Regions from separate parts of the Gossypium hirsutum genome. Here region 2 is linked to region 1. A link is a contact called in public Hi-C data. All regions are on one chromosome and are shown on one strand. The core of a region is the stretch at or near the end of the contact, and the rest is flanking DNA. Distances in the headings are between cores, read along the strand shown.

What was found. Hi-C and Micro-C count contacts between places; a contact is called where the count stands out from the background.
Region 2: a Hi-C map of leaf shows a contact between it and region 1, with 2.1 times the contacts expected there. The contact joins the promoter of LOC107928158 here to the enhancer-like site in region 1. A contact is called at or near these places in 7 of 34 Hi-C or Micro-C datasets (anther, callus, leaf and 1 more).

What each region holds. Positions count from the first base shown.
Region 1 is chrA12:7,770,622-7,774,878 of Gossypium_hirsutum_v2.1, reverse strand. No RefSeq gene overlaps it. Among protein-coding and RNA genes, the nearest start is that of LOC107928097, 5.9 kb to the right of the region's middle. Within about 2 kb of position 2,463, at least 9 of the 9 cell types and tissues checked have an H3K27ac peak or open chromatin away from gene starts, as enhancers often do. A contact at or near this core is called in leaf, where this site is marked.
Region 2 is chrA12:7,819,582-7,823,838 of Gossypium_hirsutum_v2.1, reverse strand. LOC107928158 (chaperone protein dnaJ 10) reads left to right here and starts at 2,165. Exons shown (of 10, transcript XM_041082613.1): 1 at 2,165-2,704; 2 at 3,072-3,184; 3 at 3,403-3,462; 4 at 3,647-3,729; 5 at 3,879-4,050; 6 at 4,140-4,257. The coding sequence starts at 3,098.

The DNA.
Region 1 (4,257 bases), core at 1,214-3,713:
AAAATCTGGGTTTTTTTTAGAGAGATAGTATTTTACTTTTTTTTTTAACATTAGTTTAGTTTTTTTTTGGGTAAGCAAAATATTGGAGTTAGGTTTTTATAAGGAAAAACAAATTTATCTTTTTAATTTATTTTTTAGAGTTAATTCTAAAAAATGAAACAATTGACTAAAATGAAAACTAACAAAGATATGCGACTAAAATGAGTATATAATAATATTTTCTAATCCCAAATAAATGCCAGGTAACCAAAATGAAAGTTGTTGTTAACGGTAGTCCTCCTATTGCAATTTATTATTATTATTTTGATGCCTAAAATAAAAACTTATGAAAGTTAAATGACCAATTATGTAGTTTACCTTAATGTCCTTTTATCTTAAATATTAAAAACAATAAACAAAATTATTAATTATTTAATCTACTAAAAATTGAATCCAACAAATTTTGATCTGTCCCGACTTGTTAAAGGCTTTAAAAAATTTGAGGTAGGTTTTAAAACACAAGATTTTTATGGTCAGGTCAAGATTAGGCTTAGGTGAAATTTGCCCAACTCGATATATTTACTAAAATACTTTTATATTAAATTTATATTTTTAGTTATGTTTTGATTCTATAAATATTCCTTTATATATTTTCTTATAATTTCTTACTTCTACAAGATTTTATAATATATTTGATTTAATTTTGTAAAAAAAAAAAATTTCCTCTCCTTGGACTAACACCTAACAATATATTAACATCCTCAGCGTATTTTATCTCTAGTACATTAAATAAGAATACCCTTCCTTCTCAAAACAGTTTCCTTTCATCTATGGCCACCGCCGCATATCTAAAATATGCTGCTTCAATAGAACTTGAAGCAGCATATATAAAGTGGGTAACTTTATAATGTATGGGTTTCCATTTTCAAGACCAGCCTTAGCGAAAAACTGGTCGAATAGGTATACGCTAAAGAACATTAATGAAAAATAATTTAGTATCCTTTAATGTTTTGTATCAATTTGAGAATTAATTTCTAAAACATTCTAATTTAAACTACTATAATGAAGATATTACATTCGAAATAGTTTCAATGTATATAAACATTAATGAAGAATTAAAAATGATGCTTTCAATGATTAGTTAAAGAATTGGAAAAAAAATTGCAGGAATGTGTAATTAAAAGAGAAAGGGAAGTATCCTATGGGAAAATCATTGTTTTGTTTACTTTCTAATTGAAAAAATGTGCGATAACGGTTCTGCTAGTGATCTCTGTGATGTCGGTGATCGGAATACCAAAAAAGTACGTTTTAAGGAAGCTGGTGTTGTTGATGAAACTATTATGGTGGTGGATTCTGAACAACAACCGAAGATGTCGTTTAAAGACAAACTCTTGAGCAGAGAGTGGCCTTCTCTGATGGGAATCCTGCAAGGAATCTTGGAAGAAATGAAGGCGACTTAGAAATTCTGGATGGTGACATGAATACCTCAATGGTTAATGGGATTCCGGCAATTGCTTTTTCGGAATGCATCAAAGATATTCTCTTTAAAGAAATGGAATCAACGGTTATTTTTAAACTACTCGGGCGAAACATTGGTTATAACGTGCTTTATAACCGTTTACTTAACCTATGGAAACCTGCGAATTCTTTTCATCTAATGGATATTACCAATGGTTATTTTTTTGTTAAGTTTCAGGACATGGAGGATTATAACAAAGTTTTAACTCAAGGGCCGTGGATAATTTTCGAGCAATACCTCATTGTTCAGCCTGGGACGAGAAAGTTCAACCCAGCGCAGCTTTACCCCAGCGTGGTGCTGGCTTGGATCCGTCTGCCGGGGCTTCCGGGTTATCTGTACAAAAGGCTAATTATTGAAGTAATTGGGGGTTTAGTCGGAAAAGTTGTCAAATTATATTTCCAAACTGATAATAGCACAAGGGGGAAGTTTGCCCAATTGGCAGTGTTTGTTAATCTTGACGAACCTCTTATCTCAAAGGTTTTGGTCGATGGTGATATCCAACGGGTAGAATATAAATCCTTCCCGACGGTTTGTTTCAGCTGTGGACGATATGGGCACGTCAAAGAGTTGTGTTCGTGGACGGGAGTGGTGCGGCTTTGGAAAGGCCGAAGATGATTTTGGATAGTATGGAGGCCCCAACGGTGAAGACTTCTGGTGGAACGGTCGATGAGGGCGGAGAAGGAAAGAACAATGATTTCGGACCATGGATGTTAGTTGAGAAGAAATCACGAAGGGGATCACGTGATTTTAGGGCTAACGAGACTGCAAAATTAGGCAAAGATCCGTTGGGATCTAGGTTCACGCCTTTAATTGAGAGAAACATTTTAGGCGGTGGTCTTGATGAAGCTGTTGGGGGTTCTGGAAGTGGGAAGGATAGAAGACACGTTGAACTAGGGGGTAATCTTAAGGAGAATAGGGTTGTTAGGCCTTCGGGTGATTTAGAGGAGGTGGGTCGCAGGGCTGAGGAGGGCTCTATGGATGTGGTCAGACCTGTTTTGGGCTCGAGGGTGAGTGGTATGGCTGCTGCTGGAGCAGGTCTGGGCAATGGGGATAGTGGGTCTAAGTTAGTGGGAAAAAGGCCTATGGGGTTTGGTGATTTTTCGCAAAAAGACAAAGACCAATTCTGTAATTCTACTAATTCTACTTCTCTGGTATCGCCTACAGGGTCTATAAATTTAAAGTTGGGAGCGGCGCATGCTGACGAGCTGCTAGATGGATCGATTAGTGGGCCAAGTAGGGAGCAGGCTAGGCTAAACGTTCCTTTAAATTCTAATGGGTCATTTTTTAATGGTTTGGATAGTTCATTTCCTAATGGGCATAATATTTTTTAAAAAAATCAATTTGCGGATAACACTTCTTCTAAAGTTGTTTTTGAGCAAGAAATAGAAAAGGAGCATTCGGGTCTCCCAGAATTTAGGAAGGAGAATTTGGTTCTTAATAACCCCATGTTCGAAGGTTCTAATGAATTGGTGGTCGACCTGGACGCTAATTTTTTAAACCCGAAGCATCATTCGGCGGTTATTATTAAAGATAAAAATTTGGATAAAGCGCCTAAAGGTAATGAGAAAAATATTTTAATTGGTTCTAATAAATCTTTTTCTGTTTCCAGAGGACGAGGTTCGGAGAATAAAGTTGGGAATAATCGTGGGGGAGCTTCGTTTAATCGTTCTTTTAAAGACAAAGGCGGTAGATTAAAAAATGCAAAAATTTCTCGAATCCCATTATCAGATACTATAAGCTCCATGGTCAATATTGTTAATTCACAAGGTGGGCCTGGATCAGATGTTATTGGAGAGCGTGCTGAAAGACAGTCTGGTGGTTCTGAATCCACACCTGCATAAGTTGGCGGTAATACTGTTATTTCTTTTATTTTGGTATCTATGAATTTTACTATTTTTTGTTGAAATTATCAAGGTTGTGCCAGCTTGAAATTCCTTCGCATCTTCTTGGAGTATAATAGGGAGCATAAGCTTGATTTGGTTGGTCTTTTAGAAATAAGGGTAAGTGGACCCAAAGCTAATTCTATTATTGCTAAGCTCGGCTTTGAGTTTTCACATCGAGTGGAGGCTGTGGGTTTCTTGGGTGGTATTTGGATTGGTTGGAAGGACTCCATTTCTATTGATATCTTGGGGAATCATCTCCAATTTATTTTTCTTAGAGTCTCTGGGAAGTTTTATCGGCAACCGATTTTGGTCACTTTTGTAAACGGCAGTCCTAATGGTCAGAAGCGAAAGCAATTATGGGAGGCTCTTAAATATACTGTGCCGGTGGATGGGTCTCCGTGGTTGGCAATTGGTGATTTCAATGCTATTCTAGCGTCATGCGAAAAAAGAGGTGGTCGAACTATTGGGAAACGATGTGTTCTCTTTAGTGAGTTCATAGATTCTATGGGTTTGTATGATCTGGGTTTTAGTGGGCCTAATTTTACTTGGAAAAGAGGGGGAGTTTTTGAGAGACTTGACAGAGCAATTTGTAATGATGCTTGGGGTCTGAAGTTTCCTTCGTCCAAAGTTCTACATCTCCAAAAGCTTAAATCAGATCACAGACCACTAAAATTATCCCTTATGCTGATTGTTCAGCCTTCTTCTATAAGACTTTTTCGGTTTTTAGCTGGTTGGGTGGAGCATCCGGGGTTTTCTAAGTTTGTTAAGGAGAATTGGAAGTTCATAGGAGATATGTCACTAACTCATGCGACTTTCACTGATCGAGTGAAATTATGGAATAAGGAGGTTTATGGTCACATTATGCATCGGAAGTAT
Region 2 (4,257 bases), core at 916-3,415, 49 kb before region 1:
TTTACTGTTTACAAACAAGTATCAAGGTAAGTTGGTGTAACTTGAATTATATTCTGAAATGCTTGAAATTGTATGTTATTGATGTGAATATGATTTGAGTGTTCATTGTATGAAAATTAATGAAACATTGATATATTTGATAAAACGGGAAGAAATCCCGTTTGAATGAAAGGAAAATTCGATGGATCTCTGAAAAGGAATTGACGGTAAAAAAGGATCTAGCCCGGACGGGTGATCCTATCTTGATATAGCCCTCCCGAAGAATATGTGTAAAATGGATTTAGCCCGGACGGGTAATCCGAATTAGGGTCTGAATTTAGCCTGGATTGGTAATTCAGATCTAAGCTCATTAGAGTAATTGTCGTTGCAGGGGATTTAGCCTGGACTGGCAATCCCTACAATACTCTATGAGTTTATATTGCAGGGGATTTAGCCTGGACTGGTAATCCCGCTGCAAGGTTGAGGTTCGCGGGAGTGTGCTCTCTAAAATGGAAATGTGCGCACATGAATATGAATTGACAGACCCGAAATTGTACACTAAAAGTGTACCTCTGAAAATCCATCGAAAATTCCAAGAAATTCAATGGGATAAATATAGAAAAATAACAAGGAAATGAAAATCATGGTATTGACGAGCTCATCAATCATAGTATATATTATTGGTACATGGAAATTATTGTACTAACTTGAATGTTGAGTTTGTGCATATTAGGGTAATAATGCATTGAATGGATATATGGATGTTTATTGTATTGTATTGAAATATTAGGTAAGTATAATTCTTGTTACATGAGCTTACTAAGCACAAAGTGCTTACCCCGTTTCCTTTTTCCCTGTTTTGTAGTGTTAAGAGCTCAGAGGTCGGATTTGGTCGGAGACACATCACACTGTCAACCTTAGGATTTCGGTATATAAAGAAACTTTATTTTGGAAATCAAAGGCATGTATAAGCTAACAAAGTAAATGTTAACGTGAAATGAATGTAAAGTTAGCCATTAGTATGGTTAACAAACCTGGTTATAGATATGTGATGACGTTATCTTATATAAATGCATGAATCTATCATGAAAATATGTTGAATTGATTTGGTTGATGTGGATTGGTCTCGATTTAATATTACAGGGAAGGTTAGATATTTATAAAAGGGCTATATTGAATATAAAAAAAAATTAATTCGTAAACTCCGGTAATGCCTCGTACCCTATTCCGGCAATGAATACGGGTAGGGGTATTACAGGCGAGATAGCTTCACACCGATGGTGGCAACAAAGAGTCGAGTGGCTGTTTTCCACACATCACATGTCGTTCGAGCCTCTGTAAAAGAAGATAAGAGGGAGGGATTAATGGTAGAAAGCAACTAAGAGGCAAGTAACCTGTCTTGTTGAACAAACGCGGAGGCATCCGGATTTGGAACTAAAGTGCCCTCCGGAGACTGCACAAAACGCAACGGAATAGGTAACTTGCCATCCAAAAATCCGGTTAACTCGTATCTTACGATAATCAACCTAACATGCTGTTGCCATTGAACGAACGTGCCATCATTGAGCTTGACAGTCTCATAACGAGGGAAAGTCTGGACAAGCCGAGCACCAATGAAGGCCGGACAGCCATGCTCAACGGAGGCAGAGTCAGCAGCCGCGTTGGTGGTCATGGAAACAGGTCTCCAGTACATTAGGCGACTGATACCATGTTGAAAGCTACGATGAATTAAGAATTTGTTGTAAATTAAAAGAATAAAACTATACTGAAAACTGAATAGAAAGAAAACTATACTGAATATTGAAAAGAGTATTTCTGTATTTGGACTTCTAATCTACCTTTGTACAATATGACTATAATATTTATAGAACATATGAATAACTGCTTCTTGCTAACAGCTTAACTGCTTGAATAAAAAATTACAACTAATAGGATATCTTAACAGCAGAGTAACTCTTTAACACTAACATAATGATGTCTACCCTTGTTTCCAATTGTAGAACTGCTATAGCCAGGTTGGAGCAAAAGACGATGAAACACATTTTTAGAGAGGACAATAGATGTGAGGATGTTCCCTCATATGGGGAGTAATTTTCAAGCCACCAATTCTCGGATTTTATTTTCGAGCATGATATTTTATGTATTTATGATGCACCTCCTATCGGTCTTTCCCCTCTTTTGATGGTTGATGACTATGGGGAACATTTGTATCGAACTATTACTTAATTTTTATTTATGAAATGTTCCTGCTTTCGAGAAAAAAAACTTAGATGAGAAGTTTTCTAAAGTTCATAGCCAGCTTGTGATGAGTTTCTAACATGGGCACGGCCAAGGTACGCGTGCATGGCTGGTTGAGCTGGCTCTTGGAAGCTTCCTTTCAAGATTCTCTTTCCACCAGAAATGAAAAGAGAGAAAGTACAACGTTGCTGCCCTGTCCATTTCGATATGGCATTTTCACAAACATTTACTTAGCACACCAAGCAATGTGGTTCCGTCCGACAAAATGAGACGTTGTTGCTTATATTTTATTGGCCAACGCGTTCATACACGTGTAATAATCAAAGCCTCATTGATGGACCCATCACGTCGCCTAATCTTCTGCATATATATCTTAAGTTTGTGTTTAGGTTATTTTCTTTTCTTGGGTCGGTGAGTGACTGATTTCCATTTAGTTTATATCGATCTTTCGTTTCCCTAGCCAGTTCATCTTCACTTTCCTTAACATGTAAGTTGAATCTTCTTCTTTTTGCTTTTGTTTTTTCTTGTTAAATATGAGTTTACAATGCTTATTTTCAGCAGGAATTTGCTTATTCTTCAGTTCCCATCATTTGTTGTTACTTTAATTTAGAGATCTGAATTTATTCTTATGTCATCCATGGTCATAGTTAGAATTCAAAATTTCAAAACAATATTCCCTTTTCTTGGTTTTAGCATTGAAAGATTCCTTTATTTTTCATAATTCGTGGATACCCATTTTGTTTATACAACTATAAACTTTTCTGATTTTGAGAAATTTGTCATTAGCTTTTTCTTGCTTTCTTTTTTGTTCATAATGAAGCTAATTAGTTGTATTCGGCTACCTAATTCTAAAGCTAAAAGCTGTTCCAAGAGAATAACAATGGTAAAAGACACTGCATATTATGACGTACTGGGTGTCAACGTTGATGCATCCGCAGCTGAAATCAAGAAGGCTTATTACCTCAAAGTAAGCTTCTAATTTCATCTTCATCTTGTTTAGACTTTTGGTCTATTTGAAATATGTACAGTTCCAGAAACACATATGAGATGCTGCTGTACTTTTATGGGAATTAGGGTTGGATTTGTACTTTAATGGATGTGTGTTGAAACTATAGCAAGAATAAGAGATTTGGGTGATGAAATATGTTATGTATTATTATATGATTCGTATGCGGTATTTTTCAGGCAAGGCTCGTTCACCCTGATAAAAATCCTGGAGATCCAAAAGCTGCTGAAAATTTTCAGGTAAGCTCCCTGATTTAACATTTTTTGAAAATTTTCCAACTTATTATTATTGTACCTACTTTAAAGCAGTATTTCTATTGAATTTGCCCTTTCATGTTTCTCAAACTGCTCAAATTGAAAGCCATGGTCACGAAAACTTATTTTTCATCTTCATTTCCTATAATGTATTTTGTACTTATCTTAGGCACTTGGTGAGGCTTATCAAGTTCTAAGTGATCCTGAAAAGCGTGAAGCATACGACAAACATGGAAAGGCAGGAGTACAACCGTAAGTTCTCTTTTTTTGAGTATGATTTTTAAACTTTCGTTTTTAGGACAAAAAAATTTACTAGAAAGTGACATTCATCAAGTTTACAAGCAAGTGGTATGCTTTATTAACTTCTTAATTATTAATTAGTTTACTTTTTCTTGTTAAAGGGACTCCATGTTGGATCCTTCAGCTGTGTTTGGGATGCTTTTTGGGAGTGAATTCTTTGAAGAATACGTTGGCCAACTAGCACTGGCTTCTTTGGCAACCGTTGAAACTGAAATTGATGATGATTCACTTGATAAGGATGCTCGAATGCAGAAACTTCAGGAAAAGATGAAAGTGAAACCTTATTTATAAGTTTTTTTTCTCCTTTAAATGTTTGTCTTTTCAGTTTTACTTATTTTCTTTTTCCCTTTTTCACCATGCAGACAGTTCAGAAAGAAAGGGAAGAAAAGCTCATCACATTACTGAAAAATCGCCTCGAGCCATTTGTTGAAGGTCAAACTGATGAATTCATTAATTGGGCAAATTCAGAAGCACGGCAAC